2 separate regions of the Mus musculus genome follow, and region 2 is linked to region 1. A link is a contact called in public HiChIP or PLAC-seq data. All regions are on one chromosome and are shown on one strand. The core of a region is the stretch at or near the end of the contact, and the rest is flanking DNA. Distances in the headings are between cores, read along the strand shown.

Evidence for each region. HiChIP or PLAC-seq counts read pairs in DNA pulled down with a chosen protein or histone mark.
Region 2: a FOXA1 HiChIP or PLAC-seq map of pancreatic cancer cells shows a contact between it and region 1. The contact joins the promoter of Ddah2 here to the promoter of Kifc1 in region 1. A contact is called at or near these places in 2 of 39 promoter capture datasets (cranial neural crest and hippocampal neurons), 1 of 484 Hi-C or Micro-C datasets (B cells) and 2 of 115 datasets of contacts at active chromatin or transcription factors (embryonic stem cells and pancreatic cancer cells).

The regions. Positions count from the first base shown.
Region 1 is chr17:33,887,466-33,892,263 of GRCm38.p6, forward strand. Kifc1 (kinesin family member C1) reads right to left here and starts at 3,168. Exons shown (of 11, transcript NM_001195298.1): 1 at 3,013-3,168. The coding sequence starts at 3,030.
Region 2 is chr17:35,056,513-35,061,601 of GRCm38.p6, forward strand. It overlaps Ddah2 (dimethylarginine dimethylaminohydrolase 2), which reads left to right and starts at 2,523. Exons shown (of 7, transcript NM_001190449.1): 1 at 2,523-2,760; 2 at 3,591-3,949; 3 at 4,091-4,190; 4 at 4,321-4,394; 5 at 4,493-4,612; 6 at 4,964-5,089. The coding sequence starts at 3,653. It overlaps Clic1 (chloride intracellular channel 1), which reads left to right. Exons shown (of 6, transcript NM_033444.2): 6 at 1,818-2,207. The coding sequence ends at 1,979.

The DNA.
Region 1 (4,798 bases), core at 1,918-4,417:
CCTCCCTAGTGCTGGGACTACAGACATATGCCCCACACCTGGTCCCTGCACATATTACAAAGCCTAATGAACTAACTGCTTTTGGTCCAGCTTCGGGATAATGATCTTGGTTAAGCATGATAGCAGATGCCTATAATCCCAGCTATTGGAGAGGGTGAGGCAGAAAGATTCCAAGCTTGAGGCTGGCCTAGGCAACTTAGCAAGGCTGTTTAATTACAATTGGACAAATGAACAAAAGAGACTTGGAGATGGCCTGTGAGTAGAACATGTGGCGAGAACCATTCAATCCCAGCACAAAACAGAAAGGCTGGTTAGGGAGCTCAGGAGATAAGGGCACTCGATGGCAGCCACACACACCCCAGAGTAAATAAACAGACAGCTTTGGTTGCAAATCCTAAGCTCTCCAAGCTGATAGCTGCAGCACTACTTGAACTTTCTGGCAGTGAACATGGGCATGGGCCCACCACTGTTTCCAGTCTCCCTCAGCTCGTGTGCACTTTAAACTTTGCACTCAACTCACTGACTCTCTGGGTAGAGCATTTAAAAGAAGCTGTCCTGGCCATCCATCCATAGCTACATAAAATTCCAGGTCAGTCTGGGCTACATGGATGGGGTGGGGTTAGGGACAGGACAGGACAAGGGGTTGCAGCATCTCTATAACTTATAAAATAACTATCTTAGTCAGGGTTTCTATTCCTGCACAAACATCATGACCAAGAAGCAAGTTGGGGAGGAAAGGGTTTATTCGGCTTACACTTGCACATTGTTGTTCATCACCAAGGAAGTCAGGACTGGAACTCAAGCAGGTCAGGAAGCAGGAGCTGATGCAGAGGCCATGGAGGGATGTTCTTTATTGGCTAATTTCCCCTGGCTTGCTCAGCCTGCTCTCTTATAGAAGAGAGCAAGACTACCAGCCCAGAGATGGTCCCACCCACAAGGGGCCTTTCCCCCTTGATCACTAATTAAGATAATGCTTTACAGCTGGATCTCATGGAGGCATTCCCCCAACTGAAGCTCCTTTCTCTGTGATAACTCCAGCCTGTGTCAAGTAGACACAAATTAGCCAGTACAGTAACCAATTCCTTAGCTGCCACAGCCATATGCATCCCAGGCTAAGCTATGAGGGAGGCAGAGTTTGTAGAGAACAATGTTACACCATAATGTAAAAAGTCACACCTTGACAGCGATTTAAAAAAAAAAAAAAAAAAAAAAAAGATGGTTCACTAAATTGGTTCTCATACATTTTCCTTAAAAAAAAAAAAAGTAAACAATAACAAAGCCAAGAGCGGTGATCCCAACTCTCTGGAGGCAGAAGCAGTGGGTACACCAGTTCTAGCCAGTTCTAGACTAGCCAGAGTAACATGGTAAGACCCTATTTCAAAATACAAAAAACCCAACTTTATTACTGAGTAATTGAAAAGCACTACCTTTTATGTTTTTCATGCTTTTTCTGGACAACTCTAACCAGTATAAATCTCTCTCTCCCTGCCGAAAGGGAGACACAAGGACCTCTTCTCTCAGACACACTTAACACACAGTACAGCTGGGCACTGATGGCGCACACCTTTAACCCCAGCACTCGGGAGGCAGAGGCAGGCAGATCTCTGAGTTCTAAGCCAGCCTGGTCTACAGAGTGAGTTCTAGGACAGCCAGGGTTACACAGGGAAAACAGCTACCACCACCACAAAACAACAACAAACAAACCACAAAACAACAACAACAAACAAACAAAACAACAACAACAAATCAGCAAGCAAACCCTGCTATTCTTGGGCATGCTACCAGCTTCAGGTTACTAGGTCAAATTTATATTGGTTTTTTTTTTTTTTTTTGAGACAATGTATCACTGGCCTGAATCTCCAAGCTCTGGTCTGAGCCTCCACACAGGTGACCTCAGGTGCACAACTGACTTCAGGATGGTTCGTTGCTTTTGGTTCAGGGGACTATAGACCCAGGTGTTTCTTGGATGCTCGCCTAGCACTGCACCACAGACCTCTTCCTTCCAGTTTTAACTCTCCATACCTTAGTTAATGTTGTTCCTCCTAGCTTTCTTCTTCCCCTTCCATCTGCTTGAACCTTTACTGTCCTTCACTCCCTCCCAATAGAGATACAAATTGTATTATGTCTGTCTCCCCAGGGAGTGTCAGCTCACTGGTAGCTAGGACTCCTGTCTCCTACATAAGTACAGCTGTGCAGGGCCAGAAGATGCTTGGCAAATACTGCAGGAACAAATCTGAGAAAAACTATTTTACTTTTTAACTGTCACCTGTCACAGTGCAGTGCTCTCCCTTTTGGCTGTGAGTATACCAGAAAGTCTCTTCAAGCTGAACACCGACTGTGAGTCAGTCTAGACTGAAATGCTGGTAAACAAAGAATGCAGGCCGGTCTTTCCTGACACCAGAGAGATCAGTCCATTAATTGCCACACACATACGCCTCAGATGCTTGTGGTGAAGAAGGGCACCCCCATAAACTAGTCAGCAGTCCAAATGAGCAAAAGGAAGAGGCAGGCGAGGGAATAAGGATCCTCTGGGCCGATGCCCCCATTTCTCCTCTCCCCTTCCTCTATCCCGATCCAGCAGCAACACAACAGGTCATCAGCAAGAAAGGTACTTTGCGGACAAGCGACAAGGCCTCTTTCAGAACCCTCGCTTCTCCCACAAGGCGATCTGTAAGAACTGAGAAGCACAAACATGTCGAATCCGCTTGAGAATTCGAAATGGGAAATGCTGGAGGGGGATAAGGGACACGGGATGGTCGCGCCTGCACGACTGGAATGGCGGGCCAACGTCGCTGCGACTGTCCTGGGACCTCGCCGTGTGTGTGTGTGTGTGTGTGTGTGTGTGTGTGTGTGTGTTGCCCTCACTGACTCGGCCGCTGGTGTCCTGGGCGCGAGGCGGTGCGACCCTCCCCTGCAGGACGGCTTGCCCCGACCTGTCCCCGGGACGCGGGTCTCCGGGCGGCCGGCCTGCGTCCTCCGATCTTGGCGCGAGGTCGTCTCCGCCGCACTCACCTGCGCCTGCACGTCCATGGTGGTCCGCACAGAAAGGGTGCAAAGGCAGCAGGCAGGACGATGAGACCCGCGTCCTCTCAAGGGCTCGCGCCGCAAAACGCCGAAGCCAGGCTGTCCAGGAGCCAGGCCAATCAGCCACACCCGCCACTTTTGAATTTCAACCTCCGCGCAGTCAACGCACTTCAATCCGCAGAGGCCAATCCGCGCCGGCGCCGCGGTCGCGAGCCAATCACGGTGCCCTCCGCCTCCGGGGCCACGCCCCCTGAGTCGCGACTCTTCTAGTCCGCTAGAGCACCAGAACTAGACCCCTTGGATCCTACTTCCGGATCCGCTCTTCCTCTTTTCTCCCTCTCCCCCTCCCGAGCGCCGAGCGCGGCTTCCTGAGGTCTCTGGTTGCGTCAGAAGTGCGCTTGTGTGGAGGAGTGGCGTGGGGGAGGCAATACGCATGTGCCTGAGCGGGGTCGGGGCGGAGCGAGCGCCACCTAGCGGATACTGCTGAACTTGCACACCTCCTCGCCAACCCTGTAGACTGGAGACTGTTACACCGAGGTCGCTCTTGGTCCACTTTCTCAGGTCCGAAAAGTGGAAGCTGGTTGATGGCGCTGACCTGTCCTCAAAGAAGAAAAAGTGGAACCCATATCTGGAGATGTAATAAAGTCATAAATCTAGAGTAGGGCCGGGAGGATAGCAAACTGGTTATCCCTGAAACTCATATAATGTGGAAGGTGAGAACTAATTCGCCACAAAGTTTTCTGTGCCCCTCCTGCCTCCAATATTATATATTATACATAAACAATATGTATTATATACATAAACATATATCTTTACACATATAAATAATACCCAATAGTACGTATTATATATATAAGCATATATATATATATATATATATATATATATATAAAACACATAAATTACATATATATTTATTTTGTTTTTTCGAGATTGGGTTTCTCTGTGTAGCCCTGACTGTCTTGGAATTCTATTTGTAGAACAGGCTGGCCTTGAACTCAGAGATGCTAGGGCTACCCTGTGCCACCATGCCCAGGTCAATAAACAATCTTTTAGATTAAAAAATCAAAACAAAACTAGAAGCCAGGCTTGGTGGCACACGCCTTTAATCCCAGTTCCCAGTACTCAGAATGCAGAGGCAGACAGATCTCTTGAGTTCAAGGCCAACCAGGTCTACAAAGTAAATTCCAGGGCAGCCAGGCTCTGTAGAGAGACCCTGTCTTAAATAAATAAAGAAACACACACACACACATACATACATACATAACTGGATAAATAAATAGTATGTTTCTTTTTTTTTTTTTTTTTTTTTTGGTTTTTTGAGACAGGGTTTCTCTGTGTAGCCCTGGCTGTCCTGGAACTCACTCTGTAGACCAGGCTGGCCTCGAACTCAGAAATCTGCCTGCCTCTGCCTCCCGAGTGCTGGGATTAAAGGCGTGCGCAACCACACCCAGCAGTTTCTTTTTTTTTTTAAAGATTTATTATATGTAAGTACACTGTAGCTGTCCTCAGACACTCCAGAAGAGGGCGCCAGATCTCATTACGGATGGTTTTGAGCCACCATGTGGTTGCTGGGATTTGAACTCAGGACCTTTGGAATAGCAGTCAGTGCTCTTAACCACTGAGCCATCTCTCCAGCCCAAATAGTATGTTTCTTGACACCAAACTCTAAATCTACAGCCCCCAAAGACCTTACTTGAGATGTTTCCAAGTCTACAAATGTTAATGGGGGGACACTAGAAAATTTCTGGTTATAATTCGCCAAACTGGTTAT
Region 2 (5,089 bases), core at 1,273-3,772, 1.2 Mb after region 1:
GCGTGCTGCAGGCTGAAGTAGTAAGTTCAGTGCGAGTTGGAGGCCAGCCTTAGCTACAGAATAAGAGCCTGGTTCAAACACCACCACTACCACCACTACCCCACACACACAAAGAAAAAGAAAAAAGAGAAAGCAGCCAGGCAGTGGTGGCGCACGCCTTTAATCCCAGCACTCAGGAGGCAGAGGCAGGTGGATTTCTGAGTTTGAGGCCAGCCTGATCTACAAAGTGAGTTACAGGACAGCCAGGGCTACACAGAGAAACCCTGTCTTGGAAAACCAAAAAAAAAAAAAAAAAAAAAAAAAAAAAAAAAAAAAAAAGAAAAGAAAAGAAAAGAAAGCAACGAGAAAAGAAGCAAATGATGTTCATTTAGTTCTTGCCCACAAACAGTTGAAATTGAATTGAAGAGAAAGCATTCACATCAAGGGATGTGATGGCTTGCAGAGATGGCTCAGTGGTTAAAAGCACCGGCTGCTCTTCCAGAGGATCTGGGTTCAATTCCCAGCACCCACATGGCAGCTCCCAACTGTCTATAACTCCAGTTCTAGAGAATCTGACATCCTCACTCAGGCATACATGCAGTCAAACACCAATGCACAAAATATAAAACAAACAAACAATTAAAAAAACCCATCCACATCAAGGTACTAAAAGATGACCTGAAAGAAGTCAAGTGAAAAGGAGACAAAGTTCTCTACAAAAATGTTTACTCTTTGCCAACTCTCTCTCTCTCTCTCTCTCTCTCTCTCTCTCTGTGTGTGTGTGTGTGTGTGTGTGTGTGTGTGTGTGTGTGTTTACTGATAATGGAGCCCAGGACTAACCACAACCCTAGCCTGTGTTTGTCTCTGCCTCTGTATATATTCAGTTTTAATCACACGTGAGTGCAGGTGCCTTTGGAGTGCAGAAGGCGGTGGTAGATCCCCTGGAACTGGAGCTGCCCACTGAGGGCGCTGGAAACCAAACATCTACAGCAGGTGTTCACCACTGAGCCATTTCTTAGCCTGTCTCTCTCTTTATCTGTTTCTTGAGACAGGGTCTTTCTATTTAGTTTTAGTGACCATGGAACTTGCTAGTGAGTTCTAGGACTGCCAGGTTTACACAGAGAAACCCCATCTTGTGATGTGTGTGTGGGGGGGGAGGGGGTAGTGAGGATGGGGATGGAAGGGAAAGAATCGGTGAGAAGTCTCTAGAGGGGCTGGCTCAGGGGTTAAGAGCACTGACTGCTCTTCTTGAGGACCATGTTCAGTTGCCAGCACCCACATGGCACCTAACAGCATCTGTAACTCAGACCAGAGGATCTGATGCACAGTCATACAAATAAACAAACGCCCATCCTCATAAAATAAAAATAAGTCTAGCCAGCATGGTGGTGCACGCCTTTAATCCCAGCCCTTAGGAGGTAGAGATGGGTGCATTCCAGAGTTTGAGACCAGCCTGGTCTACAGAGCAAGTTCCAGGACAGCCAGGGCTACACAGAGAAACCCTGTCTTGAAAAGCCTAAATAAATAACATCTAAAAGTACAATTTTTAAAGACTCTAGGCACAGGGTACATGTCTGTAATACCATTCCAGAGATCATCCAGCCTGCGTGACACAGAGAGACCCTATCTCAAAAGAACGGCAGCAAAAAAGCTTGTAAGAATCGAAGTTCATTGGTCTGGCATCCTGGACAGGGCTCGGTTTTTTGTTTGTTTTGTTTTGTTTTTTGTTTTTGTTTTTTACCTGGCAGACCCTAAAGGAAGAGAAAGTTCAACAGCTTCAAAGCAAAGCAAGCATGCCTTCCCTGGGGCTAACACACTGACCTCTCTCTAACCTTTAGGTGGTGTGCAAAAAGTACAGAGGCTTCACCATCCCAGAGGCATTCCGTGGAGTGCATCGGTACTTGAGCAACGCTTATGCCCGGGAAGAATTTGCCTCCACCTGTCCAGATGATGAAGAGATAGAGCTAGCCTATGAGCAAGTGGCCAGGGCTCTCAAATGAGCACTTTTTAAAGGGTCCTTCACCCACTCTGTGCTCTCCACAGAGGCTTCGGGGGGCTTCCACGTTGCTGCATAATGGACACACTCCGAAATTGCCAGTGGGCAGGAAATCCGGGGCACTTGTGGGGTGGGGCTGTGGGATAAGGCAAAGGATAGTGGACAAGGGTAAGATTTTTATTTTGGGATGGGGTGGGTAGGACAACGCATTTCAGTAATAAAATACAGAATGGAAAAAAATCTAGTGTTGTTTTTACACAAAGACGGCTTAAAGTGTAGTGGGCTCCAAATGAAGAGAAGGGTCAGTGATCTTTTAAGCTCAGTGTAACTGCTGGGAATTTGGGAGGGGAGTGTTTGTACAGGGGCTGCCATGTTTTGTATCTGTCCATAAGAGGGCTGTTTCGTGGTCCACATCGCGATTGTAACCCCACAGCCAGGGCTAGCAGGATCAGGGTGGGCCTGGACACTGCTCTGGGGGCGGTGCCTGAGTTCAGGGAAGGGGGGCACTCAGCCCTGGAGGAATGGGCGCGGCCTAGCAGGGCGGAATGGGCGTGGTCTTAGAAGGTCCCGCCCCGTCCCGCTTAGACAATGCCCCGGAGCCGCCAGACCATCGCGCCCCCGCCCCATCGTCGTACGTGAGCTCGCCTACCCTGGGAACCCCTCAAAAGCCCGAGCTATCCGTCTCTCCAGCTTGAGGACTCAGACTCCCATCTTCATTAACTCTCTCCTCTGGGGGTGGGGCCAAGGCTGAAATCACAAGGCTGCAGGAGTGGAGGTGGCCGCTGGTGAGTCTGAAGAGGGGGCTGTCTCCGAAACGGTATGGGGAGACTGGAGTTTGGGGGTGCTGCATACGTCCCTGCACCGGACGGAGTGTGCGAATAACCTGCACTTGGGCGAAGAGCTGGGCGGGGTAGACTTTAGAAGATGGACAGGGGTACGGAGTTCTGAAGCCTGGAGTGGCTCCACGCCGCGCCCCTCCCCCGTTTCTCCGCCCTCCAGATTTCGTTTAAGACCTCTCCCAGTCCTCCGGGACTAAGTCTGGTTTGTACTGGGTCGCTCGAAGGGCAGCGTGACGACCCGGGGTGGAGAGAGAGGATGCTTAACTCCTTAGATTCTAGTTCCTCGGGTTTGCGCCCGTTTCCCTTTCTCCTTCGAGCATACGGGACTTCACACCCCAGGTCCTGATTCACCACCCAGTTTTCTTTTCCAGTCCTATAACCTCTGCGGGTCCCTGGCAGGACTTTGGGTCCCTCCTGCTGCGAGCAGCTGAGGGTTAAGGGGGCGGGGCCGCCGCATTTTTGGGGAGTGAGCGCATCCTAGCGGCTGCCAGGAGGGGCGCGGGGCAGGGACCTAGCGGAGCCCCGAGCAGGGGCAACAGGTGTTTGGGAGATTAAGGATCCAAGTCTTGTTCCCTTGGGCGCCTCTTAAAGCAGATCCCCGGTGAAAGGAGGCTGAGCGGGGTCCACAGAGCCAGAAGGTTTGGAGGGGGTGGGGCAGAGTGGGAGGGGCGCCTGGAGATGGCAGGAGGAAGACCTAGGAGCTTTTAACACTCACCCCTTCTCTTCTTTGCATGTCTTTCTCTTCTACCCCCACCCCTTTCTGTTTCTTCTCTTAGACCAGTGAAGTCAAGAGAAAAAACAAAACAGCTTGGCTGGAAGGGGCTTCGGTGTGGATGTGATGGGGACGCCGGGGGAGGGGCTGGGTCGTTGTTCCCATGCCCTGATCCGGGGTGTCCCCGAGAGCTTGGCATCCGGGGAAGGTGCTGGCGCTGGTCTTCCGGCTCTGGACCTGGCTAAAGCTCAAAGGGAGCATGGAGTACTAGGAGGTAAACTGAGGCAACGACTAGGGCTGCAGCTGCTTGAACTGCCTCCTGAGGAGTCACTGCCGCTGGGACCACTGCTTGGTGACACGGCTGTGATCCAAGGAGACACGGCCCTAATCACAAGGCCCTGGAGCCCAGCACGTAGGCCTGAGGTGAGGACCCGGGTGCGGGTGTGTTGGAGAACAGGATTGCGCGGGGTGGGGTGGAAGAAGGTCGAGGGGAGGAGGCTGGATGTCTGGGATTGGCAGAAAATAGGGAGTGAGGATGTCTCTGCCTGCTCTCTCTTCTCCAAGGTTGATGGAGTGCGTAAAGCCCTCCAGGACTTGGGACTCCGAATTGTGGAGATGGGGGATGAGAATGCGACGCTGGACGGCACCGACGTCCTCTTCACCGGTGAGGCAACGGATGGTCAGCACCTATGTGGGCTTGGCAAGGGAAGCAGAGTTTGGGAGACTAGGAGATCTCAGGTCTTGACTCCAAACTCACTCTGGCCTTCAAACCTTCGCATCCTCCCGGGATTCAGGCCGGGAGTTTTTCGTAGGCCTCTCCAAGTGGACCAATCATCGAGGAGCTGAGATCGTGGCAGACACGTTCCGGGTGAGGAACCAGAGAAGTTTGGAGAATGAGTGCGGCCAATATGCCAGAGGGCTTGACCTGTGCTCCTTACGCACCCCTAAATCCTCCTGCTCTTCTAGGACTTCGCTGTCTCAACGGTACCGGTCTCAGGCTCCTCGCACCTGCGCGGCCTCTGTGGCATGGGGGGACCTCGCACCGTGGTGGCTGGAAGCAGCGAGGCTGCCCAAAAAGCAGTCAGGGTGAGGCGGGGCAGGGCTATGGTGAAGGCGTGGTCAACAAAGTGGGCGTGGTTTAGGGCACAGAAGTTGCCTAGCTCTGGGAATTGCCCACAACCCTTGTCTTCACTAAGATGTTCAGCTAATACAAAGGGACACCCTAGTAATGATGGGGTACAGAAGAAACAAGAGTAGGGGAGGGGTTGCAAAAGGCAGCGGTAGCTAAAGTGCCTGAGACGACTGTGTCTGTCACAGCAGGCATTATATACTTGCTGTCATTATCTCACAAAAGTAACCCTTACCCCAAGATCTTACTTTGTGGTAGGTCAGGCATACTCAGCTGTGGAGACCTCAATGCCCTCTTCCTCTCTCCAGGCAATGGCAGCGCTGACTGATCACCCCTACGCCTCTCTGACCCTCCCAGATGATGCAGCTAGTGACTGTCTCTTTCTGCGTCCTGGGTTGCCTGGTGCCACACCTTTCCTCCTGCACCGCGGAGGT